Linked DNA regions of Sus scrofa: region 1 is linked to region 2. Evidence: chromatin contacts called from public HiChIP or PLAC-seq data. All regions are on one chromosome and are shown on one strand. Each heading gives the region's core, a stretch centred on a gene start, on an enhancer-like site or on the middle of the called end of the contact. The rest is flanking DNA. Distances are from core to core; before and after follow the strand shown.

Evidence for each region. HiChIP or PLAC-seq counts read pairs in DNA pulled down with a chosen protein or histone mark.
Region 1: a contact with region 2 is called in an H3K27ac HiChIP or PLAC-seq map of alveolar macrophages, with 4 times the contacts expected there. The contact joins the enhancer-like site here to the promoter of CD164 in region 2. A contact is called at or near these places in 1 of 5 promoter capture datasets (skeletal muscle), 5 of 47 Hi-C or Micro-C datasets (embryonic fibroblasts, epiblast stem cells, heart right ventricle and 1 more) and 2 of 2 datasets of contacts at active chromatin or transcription factors (alveolar macrophages and skeletal muscle).

What each region holds. Positions count from the first base shown.
Region 1 is chr1:75,328,480-75,334,869 of Sscrofa11.1, forward strand. C1H6orf183 (putative uncharacterized protein C6orf183 homolog) reads left to right here. Exons shown (of 48, transcript XM_021090835.1): 19 at 4,336-4,536; 20 at 5,264-5,385. Among named protein-coding and RNA genes, the nearest start is that of C1H6orf183, 100 kb to the left of the region's middle. Within about 2 kb of position 1,897, at least 11 of the 83 cell types and tissues checked have an H3K27ac peak or open chromatin away from gene starts, as enhancers often do. A contact at or near this core is called in alveolar macrophages, where this site is marked.
Region 2 is chr1:75,454,122-75,460,086 of Sscrofa11.1, forward strand. CD164 (sialomucin core protein 24) reads right to left here and starts at 4,019. Exons shown (of 7, transcript XM_001924626.5): 1 at 3,964-4,019; 2 at 3,495-3,853; 3 at 408-482. The coding sequence starts at 3,672. LOC102164525 (a long non-coding RNA gene) reads left to right here and starts at 4,123. Exons shown (of 4, transcript XR_300811.3): 1 at 4,123-4,213.

The DNA of each region.
Region 1 (6,390 bases), core at 647-3,146, 130 kb before region 2:
AGAAATGTCTATTTAGGTCTTCTACTGATTTTTTGATTGGGTTGTTTAAAAATTGTTCTTCTTTTCAAAGAAAACTGGCCTCTAGAGTTTGCATCTGCAACCCTTGATTGCCAGTTAGAACTTTATTGGGATTGACTGAGTAAATGGGAGACTTAGACTCAGTGTAGAAACTGGAGAGGCCATATTAAATGTAAGCAAGACAGTCCTCACACTCATCATTTATTGGTTCAGATATGAGTTTTAAATATCCCCCTTTTCTGTACTTTCCTTGCCTCTCTTTTGGTTCTTCCAGGCCTTCTATGGAGGCCCCAGGCAGGACTCTGTAGCAGAGAATAGACGAGCAGAGAGTAATTAAAAACAAATCAATTTCTCCTCACTTTGGCCTAAGGTTCATTTTGTGCTAAACGACAAGGGCAATCTATTGGTTTCGTCTATGGTACATGAAATTATTTTAACTTAAAACAGTCATTGAAAAATACCTCCCTCCTAACTACCCTGAGAATAAGTTCGCTATCTGTGCCAAAACTGGAAAATGTGGCCTTCTAAATCAGAAATTGTCAAAAGAGTCTGTTTTCAATGTATAAACCAGATTTTTATCTAGAGTACAATTGATTTTTCCCCATACTTATTCTACAGCCAAGTGTCCTCAGCTGTTTTTGATTGTTAAATATGTTGGAATCACTAAAGTTAAGAATTGCTCATACACATTGGGTTGTCTTAAATCTGTATTATGAAAAATGCTCATAAAAAAAGAGCTGGTAGGAATTTAGGTGGATTAAGAGACTCAGAGAGGCCAGGCATCAGCTGTACCAGTTCCTAAGGGATATTTATACCAATGTTAATTCTGTCCACTGCCACCAGAGGACACATTTTTAGGGTAATTTGAATTTGTATTTAAAGCACTTAGAAAAAAAAAAAAAAAGGAAAAAAATTCTGTGACTAGTGATGTCTGACATTGATTTTCTATTTTACATTTTCATTTGACCTAAAATACTGTTTTTCAGAGTTTTTTTAAACTCAAGAAATAAAAAGAGGTTGAGGTAAAAAATATAAACACAGTACAGCTTGAGATTATTCATTCTGGCTCTTTTTCTATTTTCTCCAGTATTTAATGCCTACCATCAGTGTGTACCACATATTATTTGGCCTAAAAGTTGGCCCTTGATATACACAGGTGACATTTGACAGGCTAGGAAGACTTCTTAAACAAATGCCAGCCAAGAGTTTAAATGGAAATGGGCCAGTTAGCAAACAGATAATAAATAGAACCTGTGAGATGGAAAGATCACAGTCCTATCCCTGTTGGGAAAGAATTCATAATAAAATTATGCAAAGGACCATCTGAGAGCTTTTCAAGTTGGAGGTCAAACCTTGAAAAAAGGCTTGTCAATTTAAAAAGAGCCACATTTTTCCTTCTCAACAGCTAGGGTCGCCGGGTAGAATGTTTGGGATATGTATACTAAAAAGGTATGGGTTGTTTACATATATACATATATATTCACATTGAACTTGACCTGTAATTTTCTTTGTTAAATCTGGCAACCCTACCACCAACAAAGTGCTCTTAGCAATTTAGCACCAGCCTCTGCAACCTGGTATCACCAGATTGGAATCACCAGCAAGAACCCTCCCCATGAACTTCCCCTGCCAAAGAGCCAAACAGTAGGGCTCTTTGTGCAAAAACAGGGCAAGGCAATACAAATAGTATAAACCAGCTCCTGGGATTGCGCTGGCACAGCCAGATAGGTTTAAATTTGTCACAAATGATTTAGGGAAGTAATTGTTTCTTTCCTAATCTTTCCCCTAGGCTATTGAGAAACACCCTTCTTACCCCATCTAGTCACGCCTTCATTTCTGCTTTGTCTTCTGCTGTTTAATAATTGAATATCATTCTAGAGTAGAACTCTGTGGACAGAATGTAGTCATTTAGATCTCCTTTCTTGCTTCATTTTCCCCAGGGGCTCACTTAAAGGCAAAGGATCTCCACCTTCCTTCATCTCATGCTCTGAAGTGTGTGACCTTTCTAACCTGTGGAGCACATTCTGTGTCCTAAGTTTTTAGCCTCTTTGGGAGTTATCCTATTTTTTTTTTTCTTTTTATAGCCACACCCACACTTTTACTCCCACTGGGCTAGGGGTCGAATCAGAACTGCAGCTGCTGGGCCTACACCACAGCCACAGCTAATACTGGATCCTTTAACCCACTGACTGAGGCCAGGGATCAAACTTGCGTCCTTATGGACACTGTGTCAAGTTCTTAACCCTCTGAGCCACAATGGGAACTCCTATCCTTTTAATACTAAGGATGACCAAGGTCCCTTGGACCAATGTTTCCCAAAGGGCATTCTGCAAAACTAGATGCTAAGTAAAGTGCCCCAGGCTCTCCATTTTTGAGCCTTAGCACTGAAGCCCAGACGGTGGACATTTCTAAGACAGTATTTGATTCCTCATTTGCTATTGATTCTTAAGCATTTAAGAATGAGACTCAGGAGACAGTCCTGGCTTTCCCTCCACTTGGTTCCTTTACTCTCCTCTGATCTGTTGCCACCTGTATTCAAGTAGTGCTTACTCCCTCTCAGTTCTTTCCGGTCTTGCATTCTAAGCTATGGACTCTGCACAATGAAAGGGACTCTTTATGTCCTTTTAGAAAATTCTTTAGTTTCTTTAGAAGTGGACTGGCCTCCTGGCCTCAAACCACTAGGAAGATACCCAAGTTCCAATACCCAAGGAAACAAAAAACTCTCTTCTCTAATGCATCCCTAAGAGTACTAGGCTGTCAGATTGGTAGAAATTGCAACCTCAGCAATCCACTCCTTGCTGCCAATTAAATGCACACACTGGGCACACCCATGTCTTTGGTGACAAAGCTACTGCAGGAGCTGAGGCCTTTCAGAGAATTTAAGTCTGCATTAGAGATGCTGGTCAAAGATGACTAGGAAGTGACACACCGAGCTGAAACTCTGAGAGGACATGTTGGATTAGAATGACAGAGTAAAGGGATCCATCACCTTGTGAGCCCAGTGGGAGTAGAAGTTCAGAAGCCTTCAGTCAGAGTTGATTTATTCATCAAGTGATATAGACTTGCTGTGTTTAGGATTGAAGAACTTTTCAGGGACCACTGAAAATAAGAGAGATCTGAGAAAAAAAAAGCATGCATTTCTTAGAAACACAAAAGTAAAATACAAAACAGTTACCAACAAATGCTTAAATGATATTTGAAAACAGTTTATAGATCAGATGTTCTTACTTCATAAGAATCCTCAAGAACATACTGCCCAGAAAATCATAGCCAATCACTAATTAAATGTATTGCTCATAGCCAAAGAATTTGAAAAGCAAAATTATAAATATCATTTAACATTTTTATAGGAAAAATATATTAGGATGTGTTTTGATATATTTGATATGATCTCCAAAAGTAAGTGTGCCTAAGCCTATGAAGGTTTTAAACAACCCTAAAACAGTAACTACATTGTTCAGAACTACTTACATATAGGCCTCTAGGTCCTTGTTTGGGATTCCAGCCCATTACTAATTACACACAAATAGAATTTATATACAGGACAGAAATTCCTTAAGCTCCTAGACAAATGCAAAAGCAAAATAAAGAGCATCTCTTTCTGAATTCCTATACTAAAAACTCTCTTCGGTTAGGGTGTGGAAGCTTTCTTCAATTTTTAGAAAAGACTTTTGAACTCCACTAAAACAGAAGCTTCCCTTGATGCACTTGAGAGTTCTGTGCATAGACCCTTCCTAGTGGAGTCCAATCTGGGATAAATGCCTTTATATTTAGAGGAAACTTTTCATTCTTGGCCTTCTATTCTAACCACCACCACTTCACCCCCCCCATCACTTTACTATATATAGGTGAAACTTTAGCGAACTGTTAAAGAGAAGGGATTATAAATGGGGCTGAGGATATAGAAGAGGGACAGAGGCCACCTGCCTACCTTTGGTGATGGAGTTTAATGGGGGAGGGAGAATGGGTCTGTGGGAAAAGGTGTTGGAGATAATATATTTGATGAAGTGGCATTGAATGCACTGTCTCATTGGAGTTTATGATTATTAAATGTTGTATTATTCATTATATAACCCACATTTTATTTGTGGAGAGCAGGGGAAGAGGGGACAGAGGTGAAACGAGTGCTTTTCCCCTTGCCCTCCCTAACCTGGTCTGTGTCACACTGATGCTGCACTGCCCACATGGGGCTGGTACCCAGAGGTTCAGAGCTGTTTCTCTCCTGCCAAAGGTGGGGGACTTTCCAAAGCCTGGAAAGGGTGTGGACTCCCCTCTCTTTGCTGGGCCCTGTTCTCTGACTCTCAACCTTATTTGCAGCTTCTTGACAGTTATTTCGAAGCCTACCAGCATGCGTTGGACCCAGAGGAGAGATTTGCCTTAGCACAAGTGATCATTGACATTATGCACAGGTGCCCACGGTTTGATCTCAGCCACCCTTACTTCATTAAGGCCTACCGTGATGAATGTGCCTGCCTGAGTCTCCACCTGCAGCTAGTGAGGGATGTCCTCAACCAGCATGTGAGTACATTTGGGTTTTAAAATATTCCAAGTACAAAGAGGATGGAAAACATGGGCCAGACCTGAAAGTCATGTTTTCCTTTCAGTGCTGGTCCAGAATCTGGGTTTTCTAGGGCAGCATGTACACCATGCTTATTTGTAAGCTTATTTGCATTGTTGAATTCCAAGTATAACTACAATCCTAAAGGGAGGTTTCCAACCCTAATTACATTTAATGGCCCACAGAGAATTGACAACCTATTTTCATCCAATCACAGAGTTTATTGGTAGTAAAAGACTAAACCTACCCCCTTGTAGGACATTAATGCATAAAATTATATGTTTTTTAAAGGTTGTATTTTAAGGACACTATAAGAAATGATCACAGTCTTTGTCCTCTGGGGAAAAGCTAGGAGATAACAGTTGTTGCAATACAGTTACCTTAGGTCTGCTTAGAATTTTTTCATTTTAGTCAAATTATCTGACAAAAAGAGAAGTTTTCTTGTGCTTCTTAAGATTGCCTGAAGCTGGTGGCCTTTGCTTTTCCTGGCTGACCCTTGGCTTAGACTAAAAGGCAAGCATGTCTCTGTGTGAGTGAATCCCCAAAACCCATGCCTGAGTGAAAATTAGTCAAATAATGAAGAGATGCAAAGGGCTGATGTTCTGTGCTTCTCATGCCAAGGCTCATAACTCACATCCATGGGAAAGTTTAACTTTTCTAATTTTAGCTTTTATGCGACATTTCTAGATAGAGCGTCAGCGGGAGTATGTCCAGAGGCTTTGGCGAAAAGGCCATCCAGATAATAGGAATACATTTGGACTTCCCCTTAACATAATTTGCAAACAGCTCATTTCCATCAACAATAGCTGGTAAGCTGATGTTGTCTTTAGATGTTTTACATTTAATTTCTGGATAATTTAAGGGTATGATGTTAAGTCTAATACTATTCTACAAAGCATCTCTCTAGTATTTGGAGATGAAAGAAATAAATATAAAAGCCACAGGAGAGGGATTACTTTGCATACTTAATATCTATTCACTTTGGTTTTTTTTTTTTTTGTCTTTTTGCCATTTCTGGGCCGCTCCCGCGGCATATGGAGGTTCCCAGGCTAGGGGTCTAATTGGAGCTGTAGCTGCCAGCCTACACCAGAGCCACAGCAACGCTGGATCTGAGCCACGTCTGCGACCTACACCACAGCTCACAGCAATGCCGGATCGTTAACCCACTGAGCAATGGCAGGGATCAAACCCGCAACCTCATGGTTCCTAGTCAGATTCGTTAACCACTGCGCCACGATGGGAACTCCTAATAATTTTTTTTTTGTCTTTTTGTCTATTCACTTTGTAAATAAAGAATAGGAATTTTAAACATGCCACTGTGTGCAGAACCTCCATTTCCTTGAGAAGTTCTCAAAAAAAAAAAACAAAAAAAAAAACCTAGTTGCTTTTGAAATACCGTCAGAGGATTTTTCAGAGGCGCCACACAGGCCAACATATATGAAACATGAATGTGCTTAAAATTTCTCAAAAAGGAATTTCTTTATTCTAGCAAGTGTTAACTGAAAGATTTCTGCAGATTCACCTTGTGACCCACCCCCACCCCTTTAAGGAGGAGTTTAAATTTCTTGAGACCACTCAGAGGGAGTACATAAAGTCACCCCCTTGATATGCAATATGATTCCCCCGCCACTATTCCTTTCCAACCTCTGAGGTTACAGAGGATCAAGGAAGCTGGTGAAAAGCCCCAAGTAAGTCTGAATAGTCCAAGATCACAACCTCTCTGTTGCCTCCAAATGGGTAGAGAAATTGTCCAACTCCTTTCAACATTCAACAGATATTTTTTATGTAGCTATATGGGCAGTGTGCTTGGAGCT
Region 2 (5,965 bases), core at 2,769-5,268:
TTTAGTAAGACATCTACAGAAGATACATGCCTCAAATATTTTCTTGAGGGAGAGTTTTCAGGGAGAAATCTCACAACTTTCTTTCACAGCTAATTTTAGTGTATTAGTACACTTAACCTAACTACAATAAAATCTCTCTTCTTCTTAAAGCTATTGAGTCTTAATTATCAAGTCTAAGGAATTAAAGGGGAGAGGGGAATGGGAGACAAGAAAATATTTTACGGGGAGTATTAAGCAATTAGTACTTTAAAGGGAAAGCATTTAATTTGCAAAATAAGTAGTGCACACCATCCCAAATGTTTTACATAATTTTCAAATGTTCAAGAATACTTTGCTGTATTTTTCTTAAATGTTAGAACATTACAATATTTAATTCTCAAAATTAAAGTAATCCCAAAGTTCCTTACCTTTACATTCTATCCAAAAGCAGGTATTATTAGCATCAAAACAAGAAATACAGCTGTTGCGATTTTCACAGATTTCTGGGGGAAGGAGGATATCAAATATATATTAAATCAATTAATCGGTAACTCATTTTGAGTTTGTACTACTTATCTTGTTAAAAGCAAGCATTACACACAGTACCACACTTACTAATTCATAAAATGGCAAAAAACTTCATAACCCACCCAAAGACGAATGAATAAATATGTACAATGGAGTATTATTCAGCCATTAAAAAAGGAAATCCTGTTATAGGTGAACCCTGAGGATATTACGCTAAGTGAAATTAGCTAGTCACGATAGGACAAATACTGCATGATTCCACTTACATAGTATCTAAAATTGTCAAAGTCTGAATCAGAAAGTAAAATACTGGTTGCCAGGGGCTGGGAGAGGGTAAATGGAAATCTGGTGTTCGATAAGTACAAAGTTTCAAGCAAGATGAAAAACTCTGGATATCTTCTAAACAACACTGTGCTCATAGATAATACTATACAGTATACATAAAAATCTACTAAGAGAGATTTTTTAACCACACACAGAAATAAAAAACATAAAGTGGCTTACTAAGGAATTACAATAATTATAAAAGACTTACTAAGTCAGAAGTCAACACAATAAAGGGGGGAAAAAAGCACAATCTTTTGGGAATGCGAATGCTCAATACTTCACGGTACCTATCTAAACACCCCCTTTTCACATAGCAACTATCTTAGACAGTCAGTGTTTTCTTGAGGCATTTTAAAGCACTCTTTAAAGAGAAAAATACTGGGGAAAAGGCTGTTACAAGGCTAATACGACACACAAGGAAATCACCTGCAGCGAAACATCAGATGAGAAGTGCAATTTTTAATATTAATAAAAATTTACTACAGGTTGAACCCAAGCTCCATGATGCCTATTCCAAAAAACCCGAGACTAGCCATTTATTACCACTTTTTTCTTTTTCAGCAGCACCGATGGCATAAGGAAGTTCCCAGGCCAGGGATCAAATCCGAGCCACAGCTGCCACCTACTCCACAGCTGGGCAACAATGGATCCTTAACCAACTGTGCTGGGCCAGGGGCCAGGGATCAATCCTCAGCCAGAGACAATGCTGGATCATTAGCCCTCTGTGTCACAGCAAGAACTTGGAGATAGATAATTTCTAAATGACCCACTCTTTCCGGGGTTTTCCAGGACAGGAGGGTAAGAGACAACACATCTGGAAGAGGCTACACTGATGTTGGAACATTTAACAGGTTAGAAAAGTCTCTGTCAATAACTTAAATCAAAAGGCTCTGAGACAAGACATAAGAAAAGGCTAACTACAATTCAATGTCTGGACAAATGGACTATAGAACTGCGCTCTGTCCATTTTCCTAGAAGCTAGGTGCCTCCAAAAAACGTTGTCATTTGCCTTCCCTGTACCTAAAAAATAGTTCTGCACAGAAGGATTGAATTTCAATATTTATCAGAGACTTGGACATATTTATCGGAGACATGGCACCCTTTGAGGACTGGGGGAGGTGGTCACAAAGTAGAAATTAGTTCTTCAGATGTCTGTATACAGACAAAAAATGCTAGTTGTTTAAATCTTTTGTGCTTGATGATGAATGTTTGGGTAGCAGAGTGAACATTACTTACAATGAACTAAATGTGCTCCCCTTCAGACTGCAGTTTGTCCAACTACCAATTACAGAAAATACAAATCATCTCCTTTGCATTCATTTCAATTACACAAATGCAATGAACATGTTTCCAAGCCTCTCTTTACACACACACACACCAACAGTTCAAACTACCAATATGCACAAATACAAAACATTCTGCTCTATCATCTTAGAAATAGTGTGGCAAGAATTTCAGTATTGTACTGCGATTCTCTTTCCTCATCAAAACATGTTTGAATTTTACCATCATACCTTTCTAAATCTAACAAATAACATTACGTATTTCATTAAACTCCTATAAAACACAACAACTAGGGAAGATATTGTAAAACAACACGATCAGCCTGAAAAAAAAATACCAAGGTAAAAATCGTTACACTTCAGCAATTCTTCCATCAAGATGCCAGTTACTTCTCACCCAATATTAATTAGAACAGCCAATCACACTAGACTGCAGGTTTTAGATATCTAGAGAAGTTCTTCACCTTATTACCTCAAATTTATCTCCCCCTCTCTCGTGTGTTGTCAAAGCACTGCCAAATTCTGCTAAGAGATTTAGTGTATGCCTAAACCAGTTCCCAGATCGTCTGTAGAGCTTAATAAAAGGTGTTCCAGACCGGGCTTTAGAAAATCCAGAGACCTGGGTTCGAATCTCAGCTTCTCAAACTACTAAACATAGGGTTTTGACACAGTTAATTTATCTCCTTCCATCTCCTAAGTTTCACCACCTATCTTTGAGTTTGAGATATATGCGAAGTACCAGATATACGAATGGGTATGGTACTTTTCCTCCATTGCACATATAGCATGGGGCGTATTAAGCTTTAATTAATTAAAAGCTCCAACCTCAAATACATCCCATACCTATCCGCAAAATCGATGTAATTAAATCCCAAGCCACTTATTTTTTCACACCCAGGTCTGAGGCACCAGAAAACGTTAACGTCTTCAGCGTCTCTTTCCCTCTTTCGCCAACCTCAGGAGAAGCCTGCCTTCGAAAAGAAAACCTGGGTGGACAAACGACTAACGCCAACGAGAGGGAATTCGGTCTCGTCGCCAACTTTGGAGGCGGCCGCCTCGCCCCATAATCAACCTCACCGCTGCCACCGCGGAAGGAAGCCACGTCCCCTCTTCCGAGCCTGAAGTCAGGCTGGGGATTACGAGGCACTTTTAAACAGCACCACGGCGCGGGATACTGTGAGGTCGGAAACCGCCGCCCCTTCCCCCCAGGGCGCTTCCCCACCTCGGCCACCGCGGCCACCTCGGCCTGGTCCCGGCTGGACTCGGACGGGCCGCCATGTTGCCTGAGCGCGGCCCGCCCGGGCCCCGGCTCCGCGGGCATCGCGGGCGGCTCCGCCCGGGAGAAGAGCGTAGGAAGCCCGTAGGACCGGCGCCCACCTGGTGCTGGAGTGGGGAGCGTCTTCGGCGGCGCGGAGGTTGTCTGGGTGGTGGGCGGTGAAAGCCAGGGTGTAGTCGTACTCGGAGGCAGGATGGTGCTGTTCTTCGCCGCTGTCAGCACGCAGAGCGCGGCCAGGCAGCCGACGGCCCAAAGAAGCTGGCGGGAGAGCCCCAACATCGCGTCCTTCGCGCTGGCGTCCAAGCGAAAGATGAGGTGCTCAACGGAGCGTGCGTCCCTCTGTCCCCTGCGGCGATGCCCTCGAGATTTCGCTCCCCCCGCGGGAGCGTGCCGGGGTCACGTGAGCTACCCCAGGGCCGCGGCGTGCGGAGGCGGGGCGCTGGCGACACCAACTGGAATCCTACGGGAGGGGGAACAGGAACATCGAGAGGAAACCTGAAGGAAGCTGTCCCTCCAAGCGACTGTATATAGCGAAGAAACTGGACAGACACATAAAATTCTTTTCTTTACCCTGAGACTGTCACAAGGATGCGGCTGGGCTTTTCTCGTTCCGGCAACAGAGAAGGCTCCCACCCCGTCTTGGATGGGACAAGCTATATGACGTAGCCACGGCGTCGTGGCGGTGAATCGGCTATACCCCACGTGACCCCCGGAGCCGCGCCCCTAGGACCCGAGTACCGCAAGGCGGAAGTAGTTTCCAGGCGTTTCGCTCAGGACCCGGGCAGGCATAAAGTTTGTACTGCCCTCGCGCGTTGCCAAGGTGCTTGCATAAGTATCCTTCTCAGGACCCGCGCGTTTCCCATTGAAAGTGGGTTTTGTTGTAAGTGACCTCGTGTTAGGAAATCCCAGGGAAATGGAGATACCGCGCGCGGTTCAGTTTTTGCTCTGGCGCCCACACTACGTGAGCGGCTGAGACACTGAAAGCGTTCTCCTGCTTTCCAGCCGGAGCCGCACACCATCTGCCTCTGTCACACTTTCACACCTTGAGTTTTCTGAGTCTCTCGCGGTTTCAGCCAGTGAGCGGTGGCAGCCGCCGGTCCGTGCCACTGCTATAGTGGAAGCATCAAAGACGGTAGAGTTGGAAATCCATCTGGGTTGTTCCCACCCCCACTTTACAGGTGAAGAAACCGAGACTCAGAAAAGTGACTCGACTGAAAGGCACAATTGCTTGGCGTCATGGCTGGATTTTGAAATGCCTGTTAATATTCTGCCACTGCTCAGGCTTTTAGTAGGGATGAGCGCCATCTGATGCTCAGTCTCACAAAAATATTTACGCGTACAGCCATGCTTCTATCAAATGGTAAAAGTTGGATTATAAAGCTGTTTTCAGCTATTTGTATTTATCATTTAATTTTAATTGCGCACACCTATCCTAAAAAGAAAAAGTAACGCAACATCAGTAGCTTTTGTGAGATGTACCCCGCTATGGAATCCACCCCCCCCCAAAAGATGACTGTGTAAGCTATTTACCTTGTTTACCTAAACTTGAAGGCTTTCCTAAACCTACAATCAAATCAGTGGGGTGCTTGTGTACCCTCCTGACTATAAACATTTGTTCCATGAACTAGGCTAGTTAGAGATTGCTTGGATGTAAGCCAGAAACTCGTTTTTTTACTGGTCCAACTTGCCATCCAAAGCATGAGAGTACAACCAAGTAAGTAAGTGAGGTCTCATCATCAGCCTTCAAACCTATCTCTTCAGTCAGGATTCCTCTCACACAGTATTTATTTAGCACATGACCATCTGATACCAGACCAAATGAAGGCACTAGTCAACTTTTTTTTTAATGTTGAAAATGTAATAGAAGTTCTGTTTTCTTCCCATACCCGGATGGATTGTCTCCATGCTAAGATGAAAACACGCTATTGTGGAGGCCACTGTTTTACAGTTTGCCACGGGGTGTTCAACTCTAGTTGTCAAATTTTTGTTGGTCTTCGTAAGGGGACATTTCACTCTTGTTTTTAAGACTAAAAAAGCATCAGCTTATTTAGCACAGCATCTGTTGAGCCAGGTCAAGGAAGACTTCCAAAGTTATTTTCACCATTTCAAACCAAGGACTGGCATCTAAAATAGAGTTTTTGGAGTTCCTGTCGTGGATGAGCAGAAACCAATCTGACTAGCATCCATGTAGGTTGCAGATGTGGTTTGGATCTGGCATTGCTGTGGCTGTGGCGTAGGCCAGCAGCTACAGCTCTGATTCATCCTCTAGCCTGAGAACCTCCATATGCCATGGGTGTGGCCCTAAAAAGACAAAAACAAATTTTTTTTAATAAAATAGTTTTTTTATATTGACGATAATTGATTTACAATATTGTGTTAGCTTCAGGTGTATAGCAAAGTAATTTTCATTATTTCTCCCCTTCCCCTTTGGTAACCATAAATTTGTTTTCTATGTCTGGAGTCCAGTTCTGTTTTGTAAATAAGTTCATTTGCATTATTTTTAGATGCCACAGATAGTATTTGTCTTTCTCTATTGACTTGATTTAGTGTGATAATCTCTAGGTCTGTCCAT